Regions from separate parts of the Capsicum annuum genome. Here region 1 is linked to region 2. Evidence: chromatin contacts called from public Hi-C data. All regions are on one chromosome and are shown on one strand. Each heading gives the region's core, a stretch centred on a gene start, on an enhancer-like site or on the middle of the called end of the contact. The rest is flanking DNA. Distances are from core to core; before and after follow the strand shown. Region 1 holds the start of LOC107863867 (myosin-binding protein 1). Region 2 holds the start of LOC107863868 (probable fructokinase-4).

Evidence for each region. Hi-C and Micro-C count contacts between places; a contact is called where the count stands out from the background.
Region 1: a contact with region 2 is called in a Hi-C map of leaf, with 2.3 times the contacts expected there. The contact joins the promoter of LOC107863867 here to the promoter of LOC107863868 in region 2. A contact is called at or near these places in 2 of 5 Hi-C or Micro-C datasets (leaf and placenta).

Annotation. Positions count from the first base shown.
Region 1 is chr3:255,768,668-255,774,383 of UCD10Xv1.1, forward strand. LOC107863867 (myosin-binding protein 1) reads left to right here and starts at 4,332. Exons shown (of 4, transcript XM_016710043.2): 1 at 4,332-4,630; 2 at 4,774-5,716. The coding sequence starts at 5,034.
Region 2 is chr3:255,527,801-255,532,893 of UCD10Xv1.1, forward strand. LOC107863868 (probable fructokinase-4) reads right to left here and starts at 3,287. Exons shown (of 5, transcript XM_016710046.2): 1 at 2,761-3,287; 2 at 1-196. The coding sequence starts at 3,132.

The DNA.
Region 1 (5,716 bases), core at 3,082-5,581, 240 kb after region 2:
ATTTATCAAAACCAGTCAAAATCCACATGCACAACATTTATAATACATATATAAGGTGTCGGGATAAGGGTCATAAACATGAGAGTTTAATGTATTAACCTGAATTATGTGGCTCGCTTCGTCCTAAAGGCACCTATGGGCTATATGGGTCCAGCTCCCTCTGTTGGAAGGGCCCCAGTTCGTGTTAGCCGCACGAACTGAGGAAAAACCGCACAAAGGCTAAAAATATCAAGGCTATAGCACTCCCAATATATATATATATATATATAAAGTGTGCACTAAGCATACGGTCACATGGACCTCCAATGCAGGCAAATGTGGTTTCTAGTGTTGGTTCCTTCGGGACATACACCTTCGCGGTAAGTTACACAATCTCCTTTAAGCCCAAATTAAAATAATTGCACACAAATCATCCATTAACCCAGGAGTCATTTATTAAGGCATTAACCAACATGGCATCGTCATACCAGTATGCTTGCAAGCTAATTCAATTATGTCAAACATATTCATATAACCAAACTGACTCCCAAGTTCTATTTAAAAATTCAAGTCATGGCCATCAAGGCCATCCAAATCCATTTATATCAGTTTATCCTTTAATGCGATGCAATAGGTTCAAAGGACAAGCTAAACCATGCAATTATCCATATTCAAAATCAAGTTTACAAAGTGGGTTGAGGTTAATATCATTATCAAGCCAAAACTCATCCAATTTGGAAAAACCCATGTCCCCATTCCAACCATTAAAATAATACATCTATTCAATCCAAAAAAATCATAAATTAAAGCATGAATAGTCCATTTAAATCATGGGAAAAGCAATTCAAGTAATCACAATCAAAACCCCTCAACCCAATTTCAAACACATTCATTAAAACACATGAATATCGATTAAATAGATGCCACAATGTAAAAATACATGTTAGGAATGAGCAACATGTCTGAAATATAGAACAATTTGAAGAGAATTCAAAGTTTGGAGCTTAGATGGTGAATTCCTCGTAAAATCCTTGAACTTTCTTGGGTTTAGAGTTAGAGAGAAAAAGAATGATGTTTGATCCTTGATAGCTAAGGAAAAAGGCCAACTGGGTGTTTAAAAGTCGTATAAGGGGTGAAAAGACCAAAATTTCCTTACCCCAATAAAAAAAATAAAACTGGACGTTTCTAATATAGCAGCGTGGCACACAATATCGCGGAGGCTAGCCTCTGTGCCACATTGCTATCGTGGAGCTCCAGTGGTGTGGCACGCCACTATCTCGGAGGCACGTTTCCGCAGAGTTTCAAAATAACCCCAAACCCCTTCCGAAAACTCAAAAACTTTCTCAAAACACCTTTTTAACATCCTTAAACATAATTCAAGTCAAAAATTGATATTATGCACGCGGAAGGGTCAAAAATAAGTTCTTTGAAATTTTTTGGGATCTTACATGTTATTTTCTTCATTTCATATTAGTTGAATATTTTTTATTTTGTACGATGCTTAATAAATCATTAATGAAATAATAAATTTTAATACTATAATCTTTATTCAAATTAATAGACATGGAAATAATCTGTTTAAATTTTCAACGAGTATCTTAATTGTAGATGCAAAATAAAAAAATATTTATTTTATTTTAATTTAATAAATAATTAATTAATTTAAAATATTTATTTATAATAAAATAATTAACTAACATAAAATCGAGGGAGTATTTAATTTGGACAACTGCTCCGAAAAAATAGAAGCCAACTCATTTATAACTCTTCAAAGAAGGGCATCGCGTTGAAAATGCAAAATGCTTGCACGTATCGAAAACCAGCCGACTTAGCGCACATTTTTAATTGTTGTACTATTCGCTCGGTTTAGTTTTACTAGCCTTTGTACTGAAAATATAATTATTTTAATTTATTTATTTAATATATAAAATTAAAAAATATATTTTTTTATATTTAGTATTATTTAGTATTAAATAAATATATATTATTAAAAAAATATATTAAATTAACGAAAGTCAAATAAAATAAAATGAATGAAATGATAGTCAAAGTTGGCACCAAGTAAAGATATCCAAAGAGCATTCCAACGTGATCAAGTGTAAGCATTGATAGAATCTTCATTGTGATGTATTTTATCTACTAAATTTTTTATATAATTTTTAAATATTTTAAATTTTTAATGATATACAATATTTTTATATAATTTTTAAAAAATATATGTTACTTTTGTTGTCTGAATTTTTGTCCACTAATATAATTTAAAAAGTCAATCAAATTTTTTATATATTTTTTAGATGTTTGCATGGTATTTAGATATTTTAAATTGTTAATTATTGCAGTTTATAGTATTTTTACATAATTTTCAGATAATGCATGTTACTTTCTCTATCTCAATTTATGTGACATAGGTGGAATTTACAGAGCCAATCGAATTTTTTATATATAGTTTTACACATTTTGAGTTGTTAGTTATTGTGATTTATAGTAATTTATGTTATTTTCGAATAATATTTGTTACTCCTATCCTAATTTATGTGATTGTGATAGTATATGGTGAATCAATCAAATTTTTTATATGTCGATAACATTTTAAGTTGTAAATTATTGTCATTTATGATATTTTTACGTTATTTTTAAATAATATATATTGCTTCTTATGTTTCAATTTATGGGGCCAATAGAATTTCGAGAGTCAATAAACTTTTTTATGTCCTTCAAGTATCTTAAATCGTTAATTAATGTAATTTATAAAAACTTTTATAAAATTTTTAAATGCATAATAAATAAAAAATACGACAGACAAACTAAAATAGAATAAAATAATAATATATAAAAAGTGAGCTTGATCGACAAGCTGACACGACAATACCCAGCTGCTTCCCAACCCATTTATATATATATTAGTAATAATTTAAATAAATCAAACTTTGTTTTTTTAAGTATGGAATAAATATGTATCTCTCTCCTAGTTTTATTTCTCGAAGAATTACATTGCGAGAAACTGACAAACCGATCACTTAAATTTGATAAGGGAAGTTTAAGATGATCGATTAAATTTATTATGACCAATTTCAATTTTTAAAATTTAACAAAAGCAAAATGTTCAATAGTCGTTAAATATTTAACAAATTTTAATTGTTAAATTTATCAAAAGTTCTAGAAGAAAAAAAAATTAATGGGAACTCACATCTAAAAGTGTAGATTTGCAGTTTCAACTATTTTGGTTCATTTCTAGAGTCGGATACAATTTTAGTGTGCAAGTTCTAATATTTTATGAGACTTTTCTAATGTTTTTGGCAACATTTTTACAATTCGGTTAAATTTAATTGTCATAGGTTATTAAATATTTGACGCTTAAAAATTTTAAGTACTCCTTTTTGAAAATTAAAACTACGAAGTACATTAAAAAACTATTCAAATCAACCCCGAATTAAAGACACTTTAATTATTTTTTCAGTACATTACTCTCTTCTCCGGGTTGTTGAAGGTATAAATGTTTCTAGTATATTTTATTTCCTTTGCACCAATATAATTTAAAATCGATCAATATAATGTTAGATTAATCGTTTGGAGAATATACAGTATTAATTATCATTATCTTTTTTTTTTATTTACACTCATTTTATTTTTGGCCAAAATCATAATATCAAAAGATTAAAGGAATTTATGTATCTGACTAAACTTGTTCACAAACATATAATATTTGCGGTTCACTCAATTAAATCTTTATTAATATTTTATCAGTTTTAAATTAAGTGGTGGTTTTAGCTTGTCATATACTTTATTAAACTACACATTTCTAAAAAAAAAAAAAAGGTATTTTTACTATTTGAAGAAAGAAATGACTTTTAATGAAGTAAAATTTCATTATAAAACTAGGATAATTTTAAAACAAAAACATCATTAATGAATCTAAGTCACCATTTATCAAGAAACAAAATGGAAAACTACTAAAGTAACATTTATTTAGTAACTAAGTGAGTACTCTCCATTTATTTAGTAGCTAAGTGAGTATTCTCTCTTTCCTATTTTAATTGGACATATTTTATTTTATATGGTGATTAAGAAATTACAAATTGTATAATTAATTGTACTAATTTACTCATTATCCATATTAATGATATTCATTGGACACAAGAATAAACATTGAAATTGTAATTGTTTACATTAACGTATACTATAAAAAAATAATTAATTCTATACTGATTTAATAAGTGATCAACTAATATGAGATATTTATTTTTAGTAAAATAACAGGAAGGAAGTAATATATTTAACAATCAATATTTATCTTAAAAGAGTGTAGAAAATATTAAAAAGGACATGTAAGGTAGGCAGCTTTATTGCAAACCACAAAAGGGAAAAGAAAAATAAAGAAAAAAAGATCAAAATTAATTAAACAGAAAATTGAAAAAAAAAAAAAACATATAGAAAATAATAATAAAATAAAAAATTAGAAGTGCAGAATTAGAAGGATAGAGAAGTCAGCGAAGCATTGTGTCATGTTTTACGCAGACAACCAGGAATCTCAATTTCTGTTGGTTCCAACGGTCATTCTTCCTTTGGAACCAAACCAATTCTTTCCTTTTTATTTTTCCAATTAATTAATCATCTTTGCTGATTTTTCAGCCTTTCTTGATTACATCCGCAGGTATGATCTTGAAATTAATCTGAATTCATTTTTTAAAATCATTTTCTGGGGTTTTATTTTTTGTTTATTCTTCCATATTGTTACATGCAAATGTATGTGTATGTGTTGTGGGTCAATATTAATTATTCTTTTTACATTTGTAGGCATTCTTGAGTTTGTCTTATGATTTCTTGGGTTTTCAGGGTCAAAATTGCTGATATAGATTTGAGGAAGGGTTACTTTTTTGTAATTGATATATGTTGAGTAATTGATATGAAATGGCCCCAAATTGAATAGGAGCAATTAGTTTTTGATTGAGGAGCAATTGTTGTGGTTGTTGTTGGGAGATTAACAAGTGCTTTATTGGTTTGATTCACTGGAAATGTAATGTGATTTGGAGAATTACAAGTTCTTTTTGTGGGCAATGGCTGCCGGAGGGATTTCATCTGTTAAACAGAGAAATCCGTGGCGATTTATGACAGTCTTGTCTTGTGCGGCTTGTGAATGGTTCTTGATGTTTATGTTGTTTCTAGACGCGGCACTGTCATATTTGATCACAAAATTTTCTAGTTACTATGAGTTGCAGACGCCGTGTATGTTGTGTTCAAGGTTTGATCACATACTTGGGGATAAGAAAAATGGATGTTATAAGAGAAATCTTTGTAGGAACCATAAAGAGGATATATCATTTCAACTGTTTTGTCATATTCATGGTAATCTAGCCGATGTCCGTGCTATGTGTGAAGAATGCCTTGTATCATTTGCTACTGAGAACATACGTGTTAGAGAGTCAGAACACTTGATTGATAAACTGTGGAATAAGAGCTTTATACCTACTTCTCCCGGACCATGGAGCTGTTCTTGTTGTCAGAAGACTTGGAGGGCTCGATCAAGTGCTCAAAGATTGCTCCAGCTAACTTCAGTTGGTTTTGGAGCTTCTAAGGCCAATGTCAAGCCTCCTCTGCCATGGGCACCAGGTCGTAGCCGTTTCAGCCGCCGTGATAGCTTTAAGAAGATCAGGGATAAAATTTCTGGGCCAGAGTCACCTAGGACAAGAGCTTCTGCTCTTGATCCCTTATCACATGTAGGATATACGGAGTTGAAGAT
Region 2 (5,093 bases), core at 2,037-4,536:
CATTGTTAGAACTTGAAAGATTAAGTGCTTCACTTTGCTCATTCATCCCAACTATACTAATACCCTCATCACTTAGCACATCAATGAGGAAGCGTCCATAGATCTCATCGCCTACATGACCAATGGAAATGCAGTGAAGGCCAAGCCTTGCTGCTGCTATAGCCACATTGCAGTTTCCACCTGCCTCCCAGTACAGCTGAAACAGGGTCAGATACTCCAAATATCACTTTACTTGGATACAAAGAAGAGGAAATAATATAAAATGATGATGCCAGGATGCTAATACCACACATCTTCAGCGTCATTATACTGGTGTGCAGATAATTCTTCAATATTTCTATATTCCAATTTAACTGAAGCAGTCTAGAAACCATATGTAGGCCTAAATATCAAGAGCTAGTGAGTTGTGAATAAGTTATTACCCTACATTCCAAAACTCTGATATTGGAACTGAGGTGATTAGGCATGATATGGAGCAGTTACAACTTACGGAGGACATGGCTCTTGATAGGAAGGTGTGGAGGGCGCGGATTAGGGTAGAGTGTTAGAGGGTGGGAGTGCATAAGTGAGCGTTCTTGTGTCTGTAGTTTCTTGTTCGTGGTGTTGTGTGATGTCTATGATTTTGGTTAGATAGTTCTTAGTATTATCTTGTGGCTGTAGTATTATTTTGCATACCGTACTAGTTTATATGCACTTATCTTTTGTATTTGTTATACTGTTATCGGTTCTAAACCGGGGGTCTATCGGAAACAGCCTTTCTACTTCACCTAAGGTAGTGGTATGGTCAGCGTACACTCTACCCTCCCCAGATCCCACTATGTGGGAATACACTGGGCATGTTGTTGTTGTTGTTGTTGCAACATAGGATAATGTGCAGCTTTCAAAGATGATGGCATCCAAGCATTTAAACCACACATTTTATTTTGTTAAAATAGTGGGCTCGAACCCAAATTGTGGTACATAGAATTTTGTTTATGACAGTGGTGTTGTCAGCTTGAGCACACCTCAACTATTCCATTGAGTACGTGGTATCTTCCATCAACACAGGTACCAAGTAACTCTACCCACCAATGAGAAGGAATCACCTAGTGTTTCTTTTTGTACTTTGCTGGAATTTGAACATGAATGATTTTGAACGTGAGAATTACCGGTTACTTTCCAACTTCATTGACCACATGGCCACATCATTGGGAGCAAAATGTGGTGCATAAACTTATAGCATGTTTGTCCAATCTTCTAAAATCAGATTATTTTAAAAAGTGTTCTTTTCAGAAAGTGCTTTTCAAAAAAGTACTTTTGGTGAGAAGCAGTTTGCATTTGGCCAATCAATTAAAAATGCAGTTTTGAGCCCCAATTAGTGTTTGGTCAAGCTTTTAAAAGAGTGCTTCTAAGTGTATTTTTTTCAAAAGTGCTTTCGGAGAAAACTACCTTTTTAGCTACTGAAAACAGCCTCTGCTACTCCCCCAAAACACTTGTTTTCTCCCCCAAAAAACTTGGCTTAGAACCTCATTTTTTAAAAAAAGAGCACTTTTGACCTCGGAAAAGATTGGCCAAATATCAACTAGGTCGTTCATCTAAGATGCAAAGGAGCTCAACCATATTCAGGCCAAATTTTCAAGAAATGCATTACTAAAGCCTTTGGTGCTCCAATAACTAGTGTTTTCACAACTTAATAGCAACATTGTGGATAAAATAATTGGCAGCTAATAACATCTATTTACAAAATTAATAGTTTTATAGACGGAAAGTTATGTATTCAAAACTCACAAAAACAACCATCAACATACACTAATTACTTATTCAACTCTTCAAAAATCCATATGGTCCAATTCGTACCGTAAATAGCATAATTGAAGCTTTTGTGCTTGAAAACTCCATTGAGTTGTCTTAGTACTCCTTCCATCCCAGTTCATTTTCATTTTCTTTTCACTAGGGGTTTTAACGACTTCCTACTATTACACTCTTTTCCTTTCAAGACATCCAAGATGTTGACATTTCTAACATATTTCGATTACATTAAACTATTCAATTTTACACTTGATGTATGTTTTCTCGATCAATTAAAATTTTCAACTACTATAGTATGTTCTTCAACTATCACTACTATAAAACTATACCTCACATTAACATCAACTATCCGTGGCAAAGTTTTGTGTTTTTGGGTAATTAGGACTACCCACAGATAGTAACTTGTGCAATGCTTGTAATTGTCCTTAGATTTGTTACTATTTGTTGTTTCTTCGTACTTCCACTACCACATTGTCTTATTGTAGTATTGTCAGAACTATCTGTTGTTTTTAGTTACTATCTATTGTTTCTTGAAATCCAATTATTTCTTTTTCTGAACTTATTTGGACTGTTTTTCTTGAGCCAAGGTCTATTGAAAATAACCCTCCTATCTCTAAGGAAGGGGTATGGTCTGCATACACTCTACACTCTATGTTGTTGGGTAATTAGGACTACACCCAAGGGTGTGGCCCAGTGCTTCAATGAAATTGGGATGAGCGTCATGAGGTCTTAGGATCAATTCCTAAGCAGAGACAAACACTTGGTGTTTTCTTCCCACGTGTTCTAGCCTTGGTGGACAGAGTTACCTAGAAGCTGTTGCTGGTGGGAGGTGGGAGGTGGCAGGTGCACGCAAGCTGGCCCAACAACACGGTTACCAAAAAAATAAAAAATTAGGACTACAAATAATTTGGTTGTGCACTCTATTAATGTAGGTCATTCATTTTTAAACGGAGGGAGTAAGAAAAAACGAACCTTATCGGGAGGGGATTTAGACAAGTGTTCCATATAGGCCTTGCGTAGTTGTAAATTCTTAGGAGGTAATTGGGGGACATTGAGAACAATATCGACACAGAGATTTCCAAGAGTGGCAATATCAATATCTTTCACAGCAGCAGCGGCGGCGATACTTGTGAATTTTGTGGAGAAGCCATTATTATTAGGGCCACGGAGTTTAGGGATAGAAATTTCAATGCCTCGACAATTGAGAATTGAATAACCAAACTTGTTTCTGTGTCGGGGGATTATAGAAGAACTAGGGTTTCGGTATATGGAAGGACTGAGAGTGAATAACAAGGCATTGTGGTGGGTTGCTGCACAATTGGATATGATGGCGTGATGATGCATTCACGTAATGCTCAGCACAAAAAATCAAAGGGCAAAAAATGGAAATCCACGGGAATAGAGTGCAGACAAGGCAAAGTTAATATGGCGAAAATGGAAATGAAGTGGGAATAGGATAATGGATTTTTTTATACAATAAGGCAAAAAATGATATAATATGTACACGTACATGACAAAGAAAGAAGAGAAGAAAAATCGTCAGGAGACTATAGTAAAGCTGAAAGGTTGGTTAACATAAATAGAATTTAGATAATTAATTATATATTTAATATATTTTTAATTATTTTAAATTATTAATTATTATAATTTATTATTATAATTTATAATAATTTTTATGTAATTTTAAAATAATATATGTTACTCTTTTTGTTCAATTTTTTGTGATATTGATAGTTAATTATATTTTTAAAATAATTTAAGTGTTTAATTATTGAATTTTATAATACTTTTTTTTTATTTTAATTTAAGTGGCACTACTATAATTTTGAGAGCTCAATCAAATATTTTATATCCTTACAAAAATTTAAGTTGTTAATTATTATGATTTATAAATTTTTTTATGTATTTTTTGAAATATATAACAAATTGATTTTCTTAGATATTTTAAGTTGTTAACTGTTGTAATTTATAATACTTTTACGTAATTTTCAAATAATACATGTTACTCTCCTTGTCCAAATTTATGATATTGATAGTCAACTATATTTTTAACTATTTTATTTTAAGTGGCACTAATATAATTTCGAGAGTTAACCAAATATTTTCTATCGTTTAAATTTTTTAAGTTGTTAATTATTGTGATCTATGGTATTTTTTACGTATTTCTTTGGAATATATAACAGATTAAAAAAAAAAGTAAGACAAATAAATTAAAATGGATGAAAAAAATGAAAGCAAGGGATATGACCAATGAAGTTGTGCAAGCAGGCAGATTGACCTTTAAATTTTTTAAGTTGTTAATATTGTGATTTATAGTATTTTTTATGTTTTTTAAAAATATATAGCAGATTAATTTTTTTATAGATATTTTAAGTTGTTAACTATTGTAATTTATAATATTTTTTATGTAATTTACAAATAATATATGTTGCTCTCTTTGTTCAAAATTTTGTCATTGATAGTCAATTATATTTTTTAAAATAATTTAATTTTTTAATCATTGTGATTTATAATATTTTTTCTTCTATTCCAATTTAAGTGTCATGATACTTAGATGATCATAATAATTAATAAGAGGTGATATAGTAAAATCACGATTGAAGCTGCGAAGCAGACATGTCTTAAATGACTTATAATAACTAATTTGAAGTGATATGACAAAATCACTGTAAAAAATATTTGTAAAAAAAATGGGCGGGCCTCATATAAGACATCAAGTTAATTTAACATTGAATATTATTAATTTTTTAATACTTAGATGACTTTATAATAATTTTTAATATTAATATCTTAATGCTTAGATGACTTATAATAATTAATTAGAGATGATATAGTAAAATTACGATTGAAGCAGCTGAAGCAGACATGTCATAAATTTCTATTTTATTTTTTTATTAAATATTATTAATTTTCTAATACGTAAATAACATATAATGATTAATTAAGAGTGATATAGTAAAATCACGGAGCAATCAACTGAATGGTCAGTAAGTAAGACGATCGGAAGCTGCTCTCTCCCTCTTATATTAGAATTTTTAACAATTGAAAGCTGCTCACTCGCTCTTATAATATAAGAGAATTTTTAAGTATTTTTTCCACAAGTAATTCTTTCAAATAAGTACTTTTAGGAATAAATTAATTTGTAACTTATGGAAAACAACTTTTGTTATTCCCTAGTAAGCAACTATTTTCTCTCAAAAGTGTGGCTAAACACTATACTTTTTAAAAAATAAGTTTTTTTTTTTAAAAAAAAAAGTTTAGGCAAACACGCTTCAAGTCTCATTTATTGTAAGTATATGTATTAG